Regions from separate parts of the Choristoneura fumiferana genome. Here region 2 is linked to region 1. The links are chromatin contacts, called in public Hi-C maps. All regions are on one chromosome and are shown on one strand. The core of a region is the stretch at or near the end of the contact, and the rest is flanking DNA. Distances in the headings are between cores, read along the strand shown. Region 1 holds the start of Capr (Cell cycle associated protein caprin family member). Region 2 holds the start of LOC141444185 (TIP41-like protein).

Region 1 (4,850 bases), core at 1,756-4,255:
CGAAACTACAAATGTTACTTCGCTACGTCACGGCAATCGCTGTTATAGCCCCCGATAGATGGTATGGATGGAATGCAGTAAGCTAGACTAGTTGTCTTGCTGCTTAGTAATAAGTGAAGGAAAGATAAAGACATAAATATGGCAATAATTTTATTGGAACAAACTGATATTGATATCACTATTAATGCTTACATACTAAGTTATACATCATATCTATAAGTACTATCTTATGTTTCATCATGTGTTAGCTGGCCTTGGAAGAATATGATGTCATCAGCAATAACAGTGGAAGCAGTTCTAACTTGTCCATCGTCACTTTTAATTTCACCATAGGATAGTTTACCAGTAACATATACTCTTTGGCCCTTCTTAAGATATTTATACACAGTGTCCCTTAGGCCAGGCCTAAATACACTTACTCGGTGCCAATCTGTTCTATGCAACATATCACCAGACTCATATTTATAGTTGAAATGAGTGGCAAGTGGAAAATTTACAACTGGGTGTGCTTCAGTGCCTCTTTTCTGAGGATCAGCTCCAACTCTTCCCAGCAGAGTTACTTGATTTATAGCTATGGACATAAAAAGTTGTTGTTAGCAAAAACATTAAAAATATTTTAAAAATGATGTCCAGACATCTCCAATTTTTGGGGCAAAAGATAACAAGTTAGTATACATACACCTTAAACTCTCATCAATACTTCTTCACAAAACACCCTCAGTGTGAAGTGACCCTCTATAGGTAGTCATTCACGATGATGCGTGCCATGAGTCTTATTACAATTTCATTAATGTCTAATTTTGACAAAATCACGCGGCTTCATGGATGGCACTAGGTATAATAGAGATAACAAAAATATCTGATAATTACTTTTATTCGATGAATTAAACAGAATTTATGTATGTATGTATGTATGTAAACTCTTTATTGTACAAAATAAGTAACAAACACAATTGACAAACATTGAGATATATGTACAAAGGCGAACTTATCCCTTTAAGGGATCTCTACCAGTCAACCTTTGAGTGGATGAGAGGAGCATTCAGTTTAAATAGGTTGTTCTTCTTTACTGTCTTACTTGGCATTAGAGAAAATTAAATACATTAAATATACAGTGCATCTACCCATCTGCGTATCCAAATAATTTTGATATCAATAGTCAAAATAGATTTTTGTGGTATAATCAGCAAAAGCTATATTGTTGTGTTTTAAACTTTCATAATTCTCACTTACAATTAATATCACCCGGGACTTAATTTACTCTCACTCAAGTGCAGTCTACTTGTGATCGCAGCTGCTGCAATATTAACCCAGGTGATATTAATAAAGGTATTACATTATTAGAAAACTTATATTTTATTTGAAGCAGAATGTGATCACCACTTTAGGAGCAAAGTATAAGAGAAGTAAGTAAAGATATGTGAGTTTATCAACATACAAACAATTTAATTTAGCCAATAACATCCACCTGGAGAAAGATTTCTCTATTGGTACACAATGGTGTCTAAAAATTAATAGCCCCGATAACTTCCGATGTCCGCTAATGTCTATTGCGGTGTGCAAAAGAAGGTACTTACTTTTTTCTGTTTTTTGTGATTCAAAGCGTAAAGCTGTCGTATGAACTGCCGAATATTTGGCGGTGATTGATTGACTTATGCCACCTATTATCTAAAATACAAAAGCAAGTATTTGTATTATTACAAAAAACGCTTTTTCCAGTCTCATGTTCGTATAACCTATCAAACGAAGAATTTATCAAGCTGAAGCTTACCTTGGGAATATATTAGTAAAAAAGAACTAACTAGATTAAAATGACTGCATGAAGCAATATTCGCGGGAAATGAATAAAAGCATTGTTTTTGTATTCACGGTTATTATCGAGTGCCTACCGGTGAACAAGAAATATGTGGTAATCAATCAGGACTGAATAAAAAAAGGTTCATTGCAAAGGTACTTACACTCGGAAGGCGAAACATGATGCAAATTAAAGATGGTTTAGCAATGAATCTTAACAGAAAATATATTATTCCGTTGAGTGGATCAGCAAAAGTCACACTAAGTTAGTTAACTAAAACTAACTAGTTTATTATTTTTCAAATGTACTCTGTCTGTGGTTTGTTTGTATGTAAGTAATGTAACAAAAAAAAAACCTAAACGCCACACATTGCAGGGCTTGTTAACGTTACTAAATTCACACTATAAGTAACGTTAAATAACGGTAAAAACATAAAAATACCTAGTACCGATATTAAAATTTAACGTTAATTGATATGTTAACATTATTTAACGTTACCTAATTACCGTTATTTTTACCGGTAAATTTACTTTACATTGTAGGGCTTGTTAACTTTACCCAATTCACATTATTATTATAACGATACCGAAGTAACACTATCGGTAATTTTGCTAATTTAGCGCGTGCATACTCGCTCGATAAATGAGGATAATCTGCCATTTAACGTTACTCAAGCTTACCGGTAAATAGTAATATAAATACCGTTAAAATGATTTAACGATACTTTTGAAATAAAGTTAATTTAATGAATAGCTGATAACGTTCCCATTTTTTATACCGGTAAAAAGTTGTATAAGTAACGGTAAATCGTTTAACGTTAATTATCATTTAACGTTAAATCGGTTTGACAGTTGGTAACGTTACCACTTTTTAACGGTATTTAAAGCCCTGATACATTGCGTTTAGTTTTAAAACTTTACACTGGCAATACAGGAATTACCAACCACAAACAATAAACGATTTTCAATATTCGCTAAACGTCGGCGCATATTATCACTAAAGTCTGACAAAAATACTTCCTATCCTGACCCTTCCTTATCAAAATTAGATCGCAAATGTAAATTAAAAATAAAATAAAATAAATATCAGAAAGGTTGTTTGTATCTAGCTAGAGCAAAAGTGCAATCAGTTTTGTGTATATCTATATGTTAATCGGCCTAAAAATAATGTTGCAAGTTTCAAAAATGTACGTGCGTCGTTTTCCTTTTTTTCATTCGTTGGTTTCGTTGACAGTTGTGTTTGTGGTTATACCTATCTATATATAGTAAAGTTATAACTCCAAAAACCACCACCATACTCAATCCTGGAAAAGTTGTTGCCTGTGAAGGATGCCTTCAGCTGCGAATCCCAAGTCCGAAAAGCCGGCCTCTTCGGAGGCCACGGATAATTCACCAGTACGACAAGTCATGACGATAATTGAGCATAAGATTCGTAATTTGGAGAAAAGAAAGGTATGTATATTGCTAATTTACTCCACAATACCAACACCCACTCGCATTTGTATACCATTTGTAAAATACTTCCTAGTTATCTACTGTTTATAAAATATCTCTATTATCATGCATGATTGAATCGAGAAATCTTTCGTGATTTAGACCCCAAATCAAGCGGATAAAGGTGCCGTGAATCGCTGACGCCATTTTTACATGTGCTCAGTGTTGACGATACAAAAGAGAAACGTAACGAGTCCTCAAACATGGGGAGCACTCACTTTTTTAAACCGGCACCTTTAAATAAAGTAACACGTGTTGTAAATTCCCGGTGCTTTATTTAAACTACTATTGTATTTGTGGATTTTGTTGATAATAACATGATGTTGATATTGATGATTGCACCATTATGATAAAAGAGTAGATATCGAAACCAGGTGCCGGTGAAAGACTAAGATGCCTTTGTTTGTCCACAATACAACATGTGAAAACATGTTTATGAGTACTTTGAGTCATACTAATCCAAACACGACATTTTCATTATTTGGTATTGAAGAAATCTACAGGGTTTTTATCATAACCAGGGTTGAATTGAAAGTTCACTTTTTCGATTCGAAAAATCCCTCAAAATATGTATATTTTCAATGTTATGATTTCAACTTTTCAACTATTCTGATCTACTTATTTAAAACTGGTTAAGTCCAATCTTATCTTTTCCACTTTTAAGCTACACAATTAACTGTTTGCAATACTTATAGAAACCACTGCTATGCACTATTTTATGCTAATAGACACAGAGGCCTTATTGTCCAACACACTTGGCATCTTTATTGTTTTGACCACTTCTATCACACTGTCTGAAAGAGATGTCAAACAATACAGTGTCCAGTTAGATCTGTTAAATGCTTAGAACTGCAGGAAAACAGGTGGCTAGGCTACTGCACTGAAATTTGATCATTCTATTAGTTCAAGCACATTTGCGTTATTAAAAGTAACTAATTATTGACAAATAGACATATCAACAACAAATGTATGACTACTATTTGCATTTGGAGATGATTTTTTGGTATTCAATTCATTTATTTTTAAAACAACAACAAAGCAACACCTGGCTGAATAAACCAGTTAGGTATATGTTTCAATAAGTCTCAGATATGTATAATCATGACAAATCAATATGGACATTTTCTTCCATGAGTAGTTAAGGCTGCTATGACTATACAAGTTTTCCTAGTTTTATTGTAAATAAAATGTGTCATTGGGATTGGCATTTTAATTAACAAAGAATTACATTAATAAGGAGACTTGTTTGGCAATGAATAACCTCTTACAAGTATTATTTAAGAATGTTAAACTCAATGAGTTCTATGAAATGTTGTATGTAGGTAGGTATTTCTAGCAACCTTAAAACCTTATAGCATATCCATGTTAACCTGTCAAACTGAAGTTTAGGTAAATAATTAACCAAATATCTGATTTAGTATAAACTGATAATTCTGCTAGAGAATTTGCCTGTGAACCTTGAGTTCCCAGATATTTTGTATGAAAATTAGGAAAGTCTGATCTGACTATATGAGTCTTGGAAATTTAATAGATATAAAGTATGTTTACCAATCTCTCAAGTA
Region 2 (5,161 bases), core at 2,437-4,936, 220 kb before region 1:
AGATACATCACTACATCATTATGGGCAAGTCTGTAACTATAAGAGATACAAAGTTCTGTTCAACGACAAGAAAAAAAGCATACATAGATTTCAAAAAAAAACTTTTACTCGATTCGGGAATTGAACCCAATCTTTGGAAAATCGGTGCACTATCCTCGACTTATAATCGTAACTTGAACAGATTAAATTTTAGTCAAACATATGTATAGTATAGAGTTAAAGGATATATTTTAGAACCTGCCTATAGGTAGAGTCATTCACGATGTCGCGTGCCGTGGTTGTTATTACAATGTCATTAATGTCTAATTTTGTCAAAGTCACGCGTCTTTGTGGATGGCACTAGGTATAGCATTACTTACTTTTTTCCCTTATCAGGACTAAGGCCGTTTATGGACCACATAGGTTTATATCTAATTATAATATTTATAATGAATAATGTGTTTAGCAACATGATACAAATTTCACTGTATTTTATGATAATTCCAATTATTGAAAACTATTTGTCACTTGGCACTTGGTAATTGATTTGTACTACAGTAGGTACTTTAACTCATTCACTGCCACCGACGCATACATGCGTTTTTGGAACTACCCCCCCAGTGCCGCTGTCAAAATTATTCATATATTTTGAACGCACATGTGCGACGGTGGCACCTGTGGTCAGTCAAGTCAAGTCAGGTGGCAGTGAATGCGTTAATAGGATCGGTTTAAGGGTTATGATGGGACATTCTAACATTTTTGCAACAATTCATTACCTACCTTTAAATCTGCAGCTTTTGATTCTTTTACAGTATATTCTCTTATAACATAGTTGGTGTTTGCCATATGAAACAATCTAGTCTCATTTGATCGTACCAACACATCGTCAACTCTTAAGAAGTATCTTAGAAGAACAAACCAATGTGTCGGCATTACTCTCTGTAAAATAAAAATACTTAAAAATAACCTAATCTTAGAAAAGTGGAAAAAAAATGTTGACAACATTGTCATTTCAAAGTTCAGCATCTCAAAAACCGCTGAACAGATTTTATCAAACATAACTAGGAATCACACACACACACACACACACACACTCACAAACATCACGCCTGTATTCCCAATATGGGGTAGGCAGAGCACACGAAATGTTACTGCTTCGGAGCCACTTTTAGCAATTTTAGGTTTTAAGTTTGACGAAAATGGTACAATAGTGACAGGTTGCTAGCCTGTCGTCTACGGTATACCTTAACCTATATCCTCAGTCGCCTCTTACGACATCCACGGAAGAAATGGAGAGGTGTAAGTATATGATTACACAAAAAAAAAAAAAATACTTACAATTTTGACTGACAATTTGGATATTCCATGATCATGCAGTTCATCCTCAAACAATGTTAAATCATGATAGAATAATATCTGATCTTTTTGCTTCAACAATTCAAAATTAATACCCTCCTCCGAGGGCTCTACAATTATATTATCAGACAGGGTCCCCTGGTAGTTTGTAGAAAAAGTCCAGTCAAAAGATTTTTTCTTCTTTGTTGCATCTGGTCTAAATAAAATAAAAATTCAAGCTTCATTCAAATATTAAAAATAAGAAATAAATTTTAAAAACAAAAACCTGACTATGTTGAAGAAAAAGAAAAAAGTCCAGTGGTTAAGTACCATAAAGTTCAACAGCCAAAATTCCAAAATTTCAACTAAATATAGTAAAATCCTAGAAATTCAATTTAACTTATGATTTTGATTCTCTCTCTGACCACTCAGAAGAAACTATGGTGATACAAGTTCATTAGACGGGCCTTTGCATCCAGAGACTAGGTTTCGGTACAAGGGAGAGTGTAACATGCATCTGAGGTTCCCCATGAGGCTGACATAGTCACATTTGGTGTACTAAAGCCTTGTTAAAATATAAGCTTCTAAAAAAACTCATGTTTTTCTTTTACATAAAACTGGCCCATCATTGACACCTATCTCACCTGATGAAAAGTGTAGATGAAGCCAAAAGATGTACATATTACACTGATTCAGTAAAAGCCTATTCACTCTAGCCTTGAGAAGCCCTATACTTTGTTTTTTTTTAGCATTGGAAAAAGGGTAAACAATATGACAAGTCATTGTATTGAAAAACGTTTTTGAAAAAACAGTAACTATTACTTATGATGCCAAGAGCATGTAAATTATTATATGCCCTTGCTATTTGTTACATATTTGCTGTGACCTATTTTTCAAAATGTTTCTTCAATAAAAAGACATGTCAAGATCGCTTACTTTCTTTCTAATGCTAAAAAAACAAAGTACTTATAGGTTGTGCCTATCTGGATGGTTTGAGTTTAAAGTCACAGGTATTATCTAGTAGGTAACCATCTATTTAAAAATATAAATTAAATAGCTTTTTACCTAGCCTCTTGCCACACTTCAGCACAAGACACCTCAATAGCGTCAACAGTACAAGCCACAAGTTTTAGAGCATCCAAAGGGTTAAAACTGATTTTAGCACCATTTTGGTGTGTCAATGACAAATTGTTCTTGGGAAACACCATGTCAGGAAAATGTGGGATGCTAAGCTCTTTACAGTATCTGAAAAAAAAAATTACCACTACACAGATTAAAAAGCAAACTACAAATTAAATTTAGAACATGCCTGCTAAAGCAGTGTGGCTTAACTTCTAATGAGTCTATTACAAAATATGAAGTACACAACTTTTACTTTACTTCGTGTGCAAACTTTTGAAACTTAGTTATTTTAAAGGCCCAGCTATGACTACACACCCCTAGAGTCAAGTGTTCTCTCTGTTCATTACATGTGTTATCAAGTAAACCTAGTGGCAAGCATATCAGCTACACAATGAACAGAAAAAACTGCTTACCACATTTGTTTTGTTTGTGCTTGTAACATTATTCCCTCTTGGTTGTTTGGAAATTCTTGAACATTGATGCTATCATCAAGCAAAGTAATAGGTAAACGAAAATTACCTATTTTTAAAATTAACATCTTTTTATTGCAATTAAACTCACTTCCAATGATTTGATTCACTTGAAACTTGGTACATTTATTACAGAGCTTCAATGACAATGCAATAATCAAGTCAATCTATAAAGAAAGTGTCTATAATATTTAGTTTTCTCAAAAACTTATTTTTATTTCAGGTATAAATACTGTCTAAATTAGTCTAATTACTGAAAAAAGTATGAAATTGTAGGTAATGTCTCAATCTATAAGTAACGAATTTTCTCATCTCACGCCTTACTTGCCTTATAAAGCATCTTAAAATCCGCCCAGAATCTTGCTAACAAGCAGCATAGCATAGCATACTTACATACAAAATTGGCAAAATTGATCATCATTCCTCTCGCAAACAACTTTCGTTGAACACATGCTGGGCAGGATACAGCTCATATCGTAAGATATATGCCACGGACCGAACTCTATCGAGTTCAAATTACTGGGATGCCGCCTAGCATCGACGCTTGTCTCCTGTAACATGAATTTTGTAGGTAATGGTGAACGTTCTGAGACATTAAAAAACCTTGCAAGAATTAAACACAACTGACCTGTAAAGTAAGCATTGTCTTAGAAATTGAATTGGTAGTTTTTAAGAAGAATATTTAAAGGTTTGATTTTTAATATTTTCTGGCTTTGGCTGGCTGGCTTGTCAGTCAAGAAGTTGTCAAGTCAATTTTGATAGATAGAGGAGGACATTGGCACTTTGACAGATAGGATAGCAAGCGAGCACAGACTATACATTTTTTTTTTTTTTTTTTTTTGAAACGGGCAACGTACAAATTTGTCACATTAGCCCATAGGGCAAAACATTAACTACCCAGAAAAAAAAATTACATCTCACAATTGATAATAACTAATTCCTTGTCAGTCCGTGGGTTTAAAAATCCGGGTTTATGTATGATTGGTTACATTTTTGTTTTTTATTTTATTATTATCTGGCACCACCTATTGAATCTAATCCTTCTTTGTGTTGTAAAGGGATCGATAGAGTTCGCTTTAAAGCAATAAAGCCCTCTATTCGTGACGCGCGGTGATACACGATGTTATAGCGTGAACTTTCGCTGTGTACCTCCAAGTCCTCCAACAGGAGAAGGAGACAAATATTTTTCACAACAGCAACCCTGTGTCAAATTTCTGAAATCAATATGGCCGATTTTTACCGGTCGTGTTATTGTGTTTTGCTAAAAGTTCGTTGGAACAATATTTTCGGTCTTTATTGAACTTAAAATCACAACGTAATTACATTTCCTGAGTGTATTAAATCCTTTAGCTAATTATGGAAGCACTTATACCTGTTATAAATAAATTACAAGACGTTTTTAATACGGTCGGAGCAGATGCCATCCAGTTACCTCAAATCATAGTTTTAGGAACACAGGTACATATTTTTCTTGTTGTTGCGTAACAACGTGAATGATACTTAATTGAAAAATTGATATAAAAGAGCCATGTGCCCTGGCCTTCAAGATATTGGTTGTTATGTCACAAAGTTCTTTGTCCCCATTTAATTTCAGTGAACTGGCTAACTGCTGTCATTGACCATTGTCCAGTCTCATTAACGGACATCGTTACTAACACTGCATGCGAAACTGTACTTTCTTTTCATTCCAATGATCTTGTTAGTTAATAACTTATTAATAAAGTTATTTTTCCTTAATGATAGAGTTCAGGGAAGAGTTCCGTGATCGAGAGTTTAGTTGGGCGCTCGTTTCTGCCCCGTGGTACGGGCATCGTTACTCGGCGGCCCCTCATCTTACAGCTAGTATACAGCCCCAAAGATAGCAAGGAACACCGATCTGCTGAAGAAGGTAAGGACGCCTCTCAGTACCTTATTTATGTACACTAGCTAGTTGCTATATTCATAATTTGTAAGACTAATTAGACTTGTGTTTTGTGTTTTGCTTTTTATGTGAAAAAAGAACATTTAATGTTATTGACCTAATTTTTTAATTCATTGGCTTGTTTAACCCTGACTTTGTTGATAATGCAAATCTTGGTACAAAGAATGTTTTCAATTTTTATGTCATGCAACATCGGTTTTATTGTGCCTTTGTGATTCTTCAATGCCAACACATAATAATCCAATGATTGTGCTATTGTGTCTATCATCTCAATAACTGCTTGCTATTAGTTGGCATCAATGTAGGTTATAAAGTCAGCATGAATTGAAAATTA

The links. A called contact is a pair of places that touch in the nucleus more often than the background predicts.
Region 2: a Hi-C map of whole pupa shows a contact between it and region 1, with 4 times the contacts expected there. The contact joins the promoter of LOC141444185 here to the promoter of Capr in region 1. A contact is called at or near these places in 2 of 2 Hi-C or Micro-C datasets (both in whole pupa).

The regions. Positions count from the first base shown.
Region 1 is chr2:13,762,479-13,767,328 of NRCan_CFum_1, reverse strand. Capr (Cell cycle associated protein caprin family member) reads left to right here and starts at 3,005. Exons shown (of 4, transcript XM_074109492.1): 1 at 3,005-3,246. The coding sequence starts at 3,124. mtSSB (mitochondrial single stranded DNA-binding protein) reads right to left here and starts at 2,141. Exons shown (of 3, transcript XM_074111370.1): 1 at 1,959-2,141; 2 at 1,578-1,668; 3 at 138-571. The coding sequence starts at 1,976. The coding sequence ends at 228.
Region 2 is chr2:13,982,384-13,987,544 of NRCan_CFum_1, reverse strand. It overlaps LOC141444185 (TIP41-like protein), which reads right to left and starts at 3,686. Exons shown (of 6, transcript XM_074109654.1): 1 at 3,535-3,686; 2 at 3,300-3,457; 3 at 2,380-2,559; 4 at 1,318-1,531; 5 at 760-918. The coding sequence starts at 3,549. Drp1 (dynamin related protein 1) reads left to right here and starts at 4,105. Exons shown (of 16, transcript XM_074109626.1): 1 at 4,105-4,364; 2 at 4,650-4,794. The coding sequence starts at 4,263.